3 separate regions of the Zea mays genome follow, and regions 1 and 3 are each linked to region 2. The links are chromatin contacts, called in public Hi-C maps. All regions are on one chromosome and are shown on one strand. The core of a region is the stretch at or near the end of the contact, and the rest is flanking DNA. Distances in the headings are between cores, read along the strand shown.

What was found. A called contact is a pair of places that touch in the nucleus more often than the background predicts.
Region 1: a Hi-C map of ear shows a contact between it and region 2, with 2.8 times the contacts expected there. The contact joins the promoter of LOC103641543 here to the promoter of LOC100383777 in region 2. A contact is called at or near these places in 8 of 25 Hi-C or Micro-C datasets (bundle sheath, ear, leaf and 2 more) and 1 of 3 datasets of contacts at active chromatin or transcription factors (seedling).
Region 3: a Hi-C map of endosperm shows a contact between it and region 2, with 2.5 times the contacts expected there. The contact joins the promoter of mbd113 here to the promoter of LOC100383777 in region 2. A contact is called at or near these places in 7 of 25 Hi-C or Micro-C datasets (bundle sheath, ear, endosperm and 3 more).

What each region holds. Positions count from the first base shown.
Region 1 is chr10:107,383,722-107,387,483 of Zm-B73-REFERENCE-NAM-5.0, reverse strand. LOC103641543 (metal tolerance protein C4) reads left to right here and starts at 2,296. Exons shown (of 13, transcript XM_008664888.4): 1 at 2,296-2,710; 2 at 2,813-2,870. The coding sequence starts at 2,395.
Region 2 is chr10:107,515,648-107,519,549 of Zm-B73-REFERENCE-NAM-5.0, reverse strand. LOC100383777 reads right to left here and starts at 1,852. Exons shown (of 20, transcript XM_020545190.3): 1 at 1,422-1,852. The coding sequence starts at 1,624.
Region 3 is chr10:107,311,760-107,315,383 of Zm-B73-REFERENCE-NAM-5.0, reverse strand. mbd113 (methyl binding domain 113) reads left to right here and starts at 1,913. Exons shown (of 9, transcript NM_001165707.2): 1 at 1,913-2,089. The coding sequence starts at 1,980.

The DNA.
Region 1 (3,762 bases), core at 1,047-3,546, 130 kb after region 2:
AAAGGTACTTCTACTTCTATCCTTATGTCTTGGCTGCGTAGTTGCATCAATAGATATAATTACCCCTGATACGTTTTCTTTAGTTTCTCCAAAATAAAAGGATCGGAGCCTTATACAATATTCAAACATGCCTAAAAGTCCTTAATAAGATCCCAAAACTCAAAAGAAAGCCCATCTGGTCCTAGGGCACCTTTAGCACAGTAACTCCAAACAGACCCCTTCCTTTATTTCGTTCTCAGAAAATGAGCTACCAATAAATATTTTTCGCTATCTAACACTCGCATTTCGTTCCAAAAATCATGAGGCAAGGATACCTCTAGTTCATCTTCCTTTTCAAACATGTCTTTATAAGAGGCTAAAGCAATGTCCATCGCACCTTTCAGATCTTCCACTGGACCATCAGGACCTACTAAAGCACCCACCACCCACCATTTTCTTTCTATTTCTATGGTTCGCCACAGCTTGAAAATACACTGTACTTCTATCCCCGTCCGAATCCAGATCATCATATTCTAGGGCTAATTCAGATTTATATTTATTAAGACTGGCCACCTCATTCATGGGTTGCCTCCGCTGTGTGTGACTCTGGATCATCCATCCTCTTTGGAGCAGCCAGATTCCATTTGGTAGTTAACTTTTCTAGCGAATGGTTGTTAGCTGTTCTTGCATTTCTGGTGTCCGAGATCGATAGTGACCTCAAGCCAGTCGCGACCCTTTTCCACCGTTTTAATTCGTCCCCTCGATTTCCATTGAGTATTTCTTTTCCATCTCTTATATGCTCTCATACAACAGAGTAGTTACATTTTTCAAATTTGTGATGCAAAACTAAAATTATTACAAATAATTTGAATACCAACAAACCTAATGTTGGGAAAAAAACTTTATTAAATTTTAACATGACATCAATTTGGACAACTTCAATGGATTAGAGATGACAACTTCCATGAAATTTTTCTATGTTAGAGGATGGAGATAAATACAATTTAATCTTCATGAGGACGGAGGAATGTAGTCCCATCAAGTTCACGGAGACGGGGATGAAGATGGGAAATCATCCTCCATCATCGTTCCCTACGACCCATATACCTGCTCTGCAAACTTTTTTTTGCCTCTAAATTAGTATTTGGCATGCTATTTTTTATAAAAAAACTTAACATATAATCTAGTATAATTAGTAAACTAAACTTTAGAGTAGATGTCTTGTTATTTTAAATCTTGGCTATTCAATTTATATTGATTTGATATTACGAATTCACATTTGCCATAAAAATTTGTATTTCATAATGGGACGAGCTCCCCATGAGGAAATTTTCACGTGCATGGATGGAGATGGGAGTCTTGGTGAGTGTTCGCTGATGGCAAGTATGAGAATTGTGAGCTATTTCTAATGTGAATTCGTCGTTGACATCTCTATATGGGAAACACAATAAAGTTAAAATTCTAACCGGTTTGGGTGACACTTTAGGGAGGAAGAGGGGAAGGGGGCGGGGGTATTTGGATACATGGACTAAACTTTTGTTGGTGTCCCATCATATGTTTAGATATAGTAGAAGTATTAAATATAGTCTAATTATAAAACTATATATACAGATGAAAACTAAACTGCAAGACAAACATGTTAAGACTATTAGTCTAATTTTCACGAGTGAAGTTAAAAACTACATCTATAAAAGTTTGGTATAATAATTTTTAGCGAGACAATGTGGACCATAAAGCTAAGGGAAGATAGTATTTTGAGCTTTATCTCACATCACTTAGACTAACTCCAACCGGAAAACATATATTTGAGCACCCAAACACTAGAATGAGTATCTTGGCCTGCCAAAAAAATAAGACACATCTTTTATTATCTCCAATGGAGAACTTAAAAAAGCGCAAAATATTGTATTTGATGTAGGAGGTGAGCCAAAAGTAGGTGATCGCGCGCGAGGACTTAAAATGGGTGTAAGATATAGGTGTCATTGAAGACCGTTAGATATTCTACATTGGTGTTTTGATACTATCTCCATTTTTAAACATTTGTCATTAACTAGTTTATTTTTAAACTAAAACATAATAAATAAAAAGAACAGAGTGAGTAACTAAAATCAAGATATCTCACCCCGTTTGAGTCACTTAGAAATATGACAAGCTGTTTCACCACTATCTGTTTGATAGAAAAACCTAAAAAAGCTGCTTCACCACGATCTATTTGATAAAAAAACATAAAAAATGTGTTGGGACAGAAGTTATACCAAATTTCGATTTTTAATTAATAGCACTAATAGAAAACGACACTTTCTTTCTCATAATGTGTTGGCAATCCCCTGTGCACGAGTCCCTCCCACGAATGGTGGGAGCTGCAGTGCTGCACCCCACCCGCGGCAGCACCACCGGCGACGCCGGCACGCCTAAATGCATCCTCCCCTCGCCTCCGCGGCCCTCCGCCTCCTCTCCTTCACCTCCCGTACCCGCCTCCTCTCGCACTGCCCATTTTTCCTATCCCGCCGTGACGACGACGGCGGCCGCGAGGGCCCCTCGTCGCCGCTGCCCCCGCTCTCGCCTTCTGGCTCGACTTTCTGGCCCCGCTCGCTCCTCTTGTCTGCGTCAGATGCCGCGGGCCTCTTCAGCCTCCGTGGCGGGTGGCGGAGACGGGCTCTTCCTCCCGCGGCGTCACGGCCCCCCGGCGCCGTCACTGACGCAGCTCCCGTCCGGCTCACCGTCTCCCGCAGTAAGGAATGACTGGCCCCTTCTTTCATTCCCCCGGTGTGCCTCCTTTTTTTATTTGTTTAGCTCTTGCCTTATGTTGTGCGCTGTTGTTTTTCTGATGCAGAATATTCTCTGCGTGTGGCCAAGGGGAAGAAGAAGGCGCATTTTGACGATGAACACAGGTAATTCTCCTTCCTTTATCTCCCTCAGTAGTCACACTTTGACGATGGACCTTCATACACTTTACACCTCAGAAGTCAGAACATTGCGTATCCAGTAAAACAGATTTCTGAAGTTGTCTTCTCGTCATGGATTATTAATATTCCTAGTTTTCATGCAAAATCTAAATAGGCTATTTATATATGAAACATTGCGATAAAATAGATGCTCAGCACAGTGCCTCGTACCCTATATATCAGATAAATTGTGACTTTGTGTGTGAGTGGTTTTGGTATATGTGCATCTGTGGATTCTGTGTTGTGATTGAACACAAATACTCTTGCCTTGATGTTGCACCAGTACATAGTAGGGGATATGTTCTTCGTTTTAGGTTGGGTCCAACCAGTGGCGGATGCAGGGCCAGAATTCACGGGGGGCCAAAAAACTATATGATAAAATTAAGAAAGCCAGTAAAAAACTAGTATTACATAAAATTCAAGTTTCATATCAATATACGATACAAGTTCAAAGAAGAAAACTATATAAACAAAAAGAAGCAAGCTTACCGCCAATTTTTTGTTAACCAAATCAAAACTATATGTACCCTTATCGAACGTTGATCTGTAGATCTTCTCGAAGGGTGGGCCCATCGAGAAGGAGGCGGGGTCAGGCGACCTCTTCGACAGAGAGTCAACGCTCGCTAGTTTGCTAAGCCCGCCGTCTATCGGCGATGGGTCGCATCTTCGTGACGAGCGATATCAGGCATGCTGGACGGGCCGATGTCGCAACAAGGACGAGTAGGGTGGGGGCATCAAGGAGGGGTCAGAGTCGGACAACAACACACGTCGGGAAGGTGACAACGGCGGGCAGCGTTGGGAACGGGGCATCAGGGCAGATTAGTTCGGGTGACGTTGA
Region 2 (3,902 bases), core at 603-3,102:
AAACATTATTAGAGGTTCTCTTCCAATGGTATCTATTCGGCCAAAACTGCTTATGAGATAATGTTCTGCGGTTCTACCTCCCTGGCGGGCTTTGAAAGAGTGTGGACCACCTGGGCGCCACCTAAGTGTCGGTTTTTCCTCTGGTTGGTCCTACATAATAAATGTTGGACGGCTGACCGGCTCGCTAAGAGGGGTCTTCCCCATCCTATATCTTGCCCCTTATGTGACCAGGAAGGAGAGTCTATTCATCACTTGCTTGTTTCCTGTGTCCTCGTGAGGCAATTTTTGTATCTTCTTCTCCAACGTGTCGGCTTGTCTGCCCTTTCCCTCGGGATGGAAGATATCAATTTTGAAGCTTGGTGGGGTAGATCGGCTGAGGTTATTCCTAAGGACCTCAGAGATGGCTTTAACTCCTTGGTGATCCTGGGGGCTTGGACTATCTGAAGACACCGCAATGATTGTGTTTTCAATGGTGCTCAGCTTTTTATAGCTGGATTGCTTACCTCAGCCAATGATGAGTTCAATATGTGGTGTTTTGCGGGGGCTAAAAGCTTGACCCGTCTTTCGAACCTAGCTTTTTTGTTCAACCTCGGCTAGGAGGTTATACCTCTTGTTATTTGTGTGTGTGTGGTGTGTGTGTTAGGTCATTGTAAATATCATCCTTCTTCTAATGAAATGATACGCAGCTCTCCTGCGTGTTCGAGAAAAAAATTGATCTAATAAGAAAATAGAAGGGCATTAGCTAGCAGAAATATTTGAGCTTATGTGTTACGTACAGACTGCTGTTGCTGATTAACAATAAAATGGGCATGAAGCCAGATTTTTTTATGCCCAGGTAAAGATTATTGCAGATGAAAAGTACACAGTTGCATCGTGTACACTGTATGCGTGTTTGATTTTTCTATACTCCCTCGGCCTCCATTTGTTTTGTTTTGTTTTTTACACAGGAGCAACATTTCAGAATACATATTTGTGAAATATTTGTGAATTGAAGAAAACAAGTTATTAGCTATTGCAATACTTTAACTCCCTACCACTACTACAACTCATGAAGCAGACGAGTTTGAGTGATAGCATGAATGTGTGGTCACTTATCAACTTATTTCTTTCAGTGAGATACTCTTCCATTAGTATGAATCGACAATTGCTAGTGAAATACACTTAATCTTATCTCTGGTGCTTCGTCGACGCTAGGGGACTTTTGCTGCATTTGCTTTGGGTCATTTTAATAAATTAGGTGGGGTTTCTGCCACCTCTTCTAGTTAGGGAGCTTGATGCAATGACAGCAGCTCTCTTGCATGTTTGAGAAAAAAATCCGGGCGAGCAACTGCGCGGATCTACGGACAGCGCGCTCCGGTGACCTAATTCGACCACGTCGGCCGTCGGGCCAGGCAGGGCAGCGCAAGGGATATGTGACTCACCGGAGCTCCTCAAGGGAGAAGCGATTCCTAGTGCGCCAGAAAAGCCACATGTTGGGGGATCCGCTCCGCCCCGCGGCGATAGCGCGGGCGCGGGGAGCGAACTCGGACTCGGAGCCACAGTAACCTGGGCGCGTGGCGGAGGGCCCCTCACGAACGTGCGCGGGCCACCACGCTGCCGCCGCCGGAGGGGGAGCGCATCTCATCCGCGGCGGCGACGAACGCCGGCGGCCGGTGTGCGGGGATCGCGGGTAGAGGGAGCTCGCTCTTTGCCTTTTCGATGCGCCTTTTCTTTCTTTTTTCCCCTCGCCTTCTCCTTGCTGTTGGGTTTCGCACTTCGGCTATCCTTTTCGGCGCCTGGTTGCTTCGTTTGGTCGTCACGTCGTTTGGCCGCGCTGGCTTTGGCGCGGGGTTGCGGTGCAGCAACTGTATTTGAGGACTGCCGGTTCGTGTTCGGCTATATATCGATTCGGGACGGGTGGTGATACTGTGATAGTAACCGACTGGTATATGATATGCCATGTCATATAGGTGAGCTGGCTCAAAAAAATAAAGAAAACAAGATATAGTTGTTGATGTAATTACGGCGGGAGGCAAGACGGATTCGGCAGTATTTACGTTTTCATCCGCGTACGCTTTCTTTTTCCAAACGCCAAACGAACCTGAAATTTGCACACTGACCATCCGCGATGAGAAACCAAGATTTCGTCACTTGGGAACCTTGTCGAGAGTAAAAATCTTGATGTTGTTTTAATATCGGCAGACTAACCAAAACTCCCCTAAACGACATAGAGTTGAAGAGGGACGAAGATTGTAGATTAGGGAACTACATCTAAGTCTAAAACTACTACTAAGGCTAATGCATAAAGTAAACAAAGATAAATTAATGTTTGGATTCCATTGTTGAATGATTTGATTGTACTTCTTTATATATGTTTTATATGATAGAATTATAGACATTTTTTATATTATTTTAATTACATAAATTAACATTATGATGATGACATATAAAAGATAATTAACCATAGAAATCGTGATCTCAAATTGATCCATAACAATATGGATCATTAGAAAATAAAGCATATTAATTATATAAATCATATTAATACGATAAGCATATAAACTGACTGAACAATTGAAATTAAACAGATAGCAACATAAACAGCATAACTGTAAAATTAAAACAGACAGATATAATATATTATAATATGACAGAACAGATGAGATAAAATCATTGCTACATATAAAACAACACAGATGAATATATAAAACATATATAATCTGCAAAACGTAGAGCAGTAAGGAAATAAACTGATCATACCCTCTCATGCGCTCTGATGATCCAGATCCTTGTCCAGCTTCCCTTGTCATGTCGCCAGGAAGAAGATGTTTTTTGGGCAGTCGCGTAGACGCTCCCCAAAAACCTAATTGTCGATCCCCCGTGCAAGGTCTCGAACGACAAGGGCTTCGGAGGCACCTGCCCTCTCGCTGTTATGTGCGCACAGAGTCACGAGATGGGAATACTCTCACTTGCGACTGGGCTGTGACTCTGAAATGGTTCTGTTCTCGTGTACCAAGTGTCAAGGGTTCTCCTCTACTTAACCTCTCACAGAGGGAAGCTGAAGGAGAAGGGTTGCATGCTGCACGCCAAGAGACGGGCAGCTGAAGGACAAGGGTATCGCATGCAGCACGCCAAGAGACGGGAAAGAGCTGAAACTCCCGCGGTTAGTGAGTGCTAAAAATTAACACAACCACGCCACGCCTCGCCTCGCCCGAGCCCGGCCGGCGGCAGCGGCGCGCGCGCGCGCGTGTGGCATGCCCTTGACCGTTTCTTGACTTCTCAAATCAAGTGGAATAATTCTCACCATATAAGTCAAGCAAAAAGACCTTTGGACTTCCAATATGGTACTATTGGTATTCTCCACCATTACACATCATAGAGTTTATTCAATAAATGGGCCAAGCCCATAAAAGATCCAACAATCCCCACCAAACTCTAGGGTTTGTAATGATGAAGTATCAGAATCATAATCCTTTGATATACCAGTGTTTCGATGGAGACTGTTAAGTTGAACATCCATCTAGAATAAGAGTTTCACTCATTCACAATTGAACAATGGACTATGCCTTGAATTGACAGTTTTGTGTGAAATAAGATTCACTCAAATCCTTTGCTGATACTAGGCTGCAAAAGGGTATTCCCGCTGTTTAGAAGCATATAAGTCACACTTCAGTGCCTTTCATGAGTATTTAGGGATTACCCAAGTCCCATAGACTGTGACCAGCAGTCTGACTCATATAGGTGTATTCCTCAAAGATGTTCTGTAGGACAACATCTTACCTTTATAAGACTCTTGGAATACATTAAGGTAAAAACCATCCTGCCTTACAGATAGAAAAGATGTGCATCAGAAATGAGTTAAAGAAAGGGAACTTTCCTCACAACCTACTCCTAGCTTGTTTCTCCACTCTACTTCACGGGAT
Region 3 (3,624 bases), core at 664-3,163, 200 kb after region 2:
TAAGAAAATGTTCCACCTACACGTCTACTTCTAATTTTTCATAAACCCACTAAATATGTCGCAGGTACTAAAAATCTGTCAAAACTTAAACCCTTTCCAACAATAACCAACTTTCTCTTGGCATTCTAAAGGATTGAAAAGGTGATCAGAGTGAGGTGAATAGGAGTTAATCAAATTCTGGTGCTTAAAATTGGAACTTGAGCACTTAACTTCATTTGAGATAAAGAAGTCGCTCAAACCAAAATCACATCAATAAATAAGTGATCCCATATTTTTAAATTGTTCCTAAGACTCACATGAGACCAACAAAATGAATGGAACACAAATTGGACACTAAAAAGTCCGAATCGACCCAAAATCACGTTGCTATCTAGGGCTGTTTTGAGCAGCTCGAAATTTAGTTTCGAATGCGAAACTAATCCAAACGGACTCCGATTGAGCTGAAATTTTACATACACCTCGACAAACGAGTTTTCAAGGTCTCCACAAATTTTGAGCTCAAATAGATTTGTAAATCAATCGCAGATCAGAAAACACAGACTAGACCGGGGTTTAGTTGGGGTTTTCAAAACGAGTTCAGATTGGATCACAACCACAACCAACTCAAACTAGATGATTGCAGTGGTCTAGAGAGTGATCTTTACCCCAAGTCAATCCCAAAACAATCCCCAACTCAAGAAATCAATAATTCTCACAAAATCCAAAGAGAGGGGTTGAGAGAGGAGAAACCGATTAAAAAATGCAGCGAGATCAATAAGACACGACCTAAACAAACTTTGTACTGTGGATGGTTACAGCCACCCTTCCTTTTAAAATCATGATTACATAGATGTGGAGTTCACAAGAACACCTATGAATCTCCGGACTAATAACTAGAACAACTTAGAAAAATGGAAAGTAGAGTTTTCTAACAAGTGCCTAATGATATAGCCAAAAAAGATGGTTGTTCACGGTAGCCCACCCATCTATTTATAAAGGGTTATTCCACTAGTCTAAACTACCCTTAGATACATATAGCTCATTCACTTAACCAGTGGTAAAATGGACCAACTCCTATGATTTTGATGTGACGGTCACGCGCTCCACACGAAGTTGCTTCGCCTCGACGCACCCTTCGCGATGCGCCACGTGCCGCCTCCGATTCTCGCTAGAACCATGCCACCGAGTTTTGAGGCCCAAACCCAGCATTTGGTAGTTTTGAGGCGCAACCACAGAAACCGTCGTGAATAGCGCACCGCATGTGCGTCCCCCACGTCCTAAACACGTGTCCCGCCAGTCCTTGACCGTGTCGGCGACACGATCTACTCTGCCACGTCCTCGCGCCCGAGCGTATTCTAAATGTCAGCCACCACGGCTAGTCACACAACTTCTCTAGTACCTCAGTCAAGTCCCGGTGCTCGTCCTTTACCGGTCCCGATCAATCGGCATTAACCTGCATGACTTTCACCTTCATCGTAGACCACCGTTCGTATGCTCCACACCTGCGCACCACAAGCCGACAGACATGGTTGCACAATATAAGCTCTCGTACTCTAGTTGGTCCAAGACTTACACCAAAGTACTACCCCGTTGACAATCACTCATCATCAACCCAAACCACAAGGGATAAGTCAACGTGTTCGTACAATCCCATCAGTGGGTTTGTAACACAAATGGATGAAGTGAGGAGAGTTAACAAATGGATGAAGTGAGGAGAGTTAGCAGAAGATGCAGCACTGTAGACTGACCAAATTCCCCCCGCGGGCGACGAAGAACATCACTGTAGGGCTGATTTGGTGACCGGGGATCCCGAGGGGAAGAAATCCTCTTGCTATTCAAAATTGAATTGCAAGGGGATTCCTCCCCCATGGATCCCCTAGGGATCCCTAATCACCAAATCAGCCCGTAGACTGACCAAATTCCCCGCGGGCTTGCGGCCAAACCTTTCACCGAGGCCGCACCCTCCCGTGCATGTCACTCCTGCCGGCGCCGGGCGTCCTATGGTAGAGACTCGCCGCTCAGCGCGGAGGAGCGGCAGCGGTTCGCTCCCGGCCGACGGAGCGCCGTCCGAGCCGGCATCCAGCTCCCCTGCAACCTCCCTCCCCCCGCGGTGCGTCCCTGATGCTTCCCCGCCTCAACTGGCTGACCATACTAGGTTTGCCTCCGACCTCTCAGGGTGCGCATGCGCCCCCCTTCAGAGCATTTCGCTGCGGCAGAGCCAGTGAAAACCCCGTCGCCCCGTCTCCTGTCTCGAATCTGGTGTATTGGCGATGGCATCTGTTGAACCTACTTGTGGCCTCTGTTTATTAACTGTTTCTTTTCAAATAATCTTTACTCAAAGGGCTAAACATTAAGTATTGAGTTAAGTCACGCTCAAGGAACTAGTTTGAGTTTTTTTTTACTTCCGGATGTAGCTACCCCTTTCTGTTATTTGGTTTAGGTTCATTAAGATCCAATAGGCACTAATCAGTTAAACGTCTAGCACTATTTTCTTGGCCTTATGCATATACTTGCGGTCTCAAACTCTCAATTGGATAAGGACGATGTGGAGTATATATCTGTATACTCTAAACAGGTATACAGTATGTACACTCTTATAAAGTAGGAGTATATGTGGGTACACACTTGGAAGGCAAGTAGTGTATCTGTATACTGATGAGTGGAATATGTGTATATACATAAGTAGAGCAAATATAACAGTAATAGTAAAGTATCACATGATACTCTCATTTGAAAAAATATTGCCCTGGATTCTGGATGATAAGATTTGAAAGAAGTATCTACTTCTGGTACTATAATGTGAAAAAGTATCAACTGATACCATAACATGAAAACAATTATCAAGTGATACTTAAATCTGAAAAATATCAGTTGTACCGTGATATTAAAAAAATTATCTAGTGATACTCTAGTCTGAAAAAAGTATCAGATGATACTCTCATTTGAAAAAAAACCCATGAAGTTGCAGGTGCTATTGCGTGTGTCTCGCGCTCTCCTGTTCTACTGCTGGGTACAAGACTACAAGTTTGTAGATTCAGGTGGAGAGTTTGGGTAATTGTGCTAAAAGGATCAGAGCAGGTATACACGTATACTATCGTTGAAGGGGTTTGGAAGGATTCAGAGGCAAAGGCAATTACCTAGTCACTGTTTACTTGCTGGGCAGCAAGATTGGCAATGGGCCGAGGACCCTGTACGGTTCATTGACGACTTGCCAGATGAACTACCAACTAGAACACAACATATATGAGAAAGCAGGGCAGTTTGTGACCCCCTTGACAGCGATGGGTCATGTGACGATCAACTTGATGAGGATGAAGACGAACTGAAGCACTAGTCTGTTGGAAATATCTGGATATCTATCAACATCCTATGTCCCAGCCTGGAACACCATATATTCTCTGTCAGGTTACACGTTTGTGACACACTAAGAGCGAGTGTGACTAGTCTAGGATGCAGGTGAGCAAGCCTCGAGCGTGGTTAATATAATGGAGTAGGTACATCAGGGAATATAAATGATTTTCCATATATATACCTAAGTTCAAATATTCAGCTATTCAAGGTTTAGTTTAAGCAATTCAAGGTTTTGTTTAGCCATTCAAGGTTTGTAGGAACAAACATTCAGCCATTCTTGGTTTTATTCAGTCA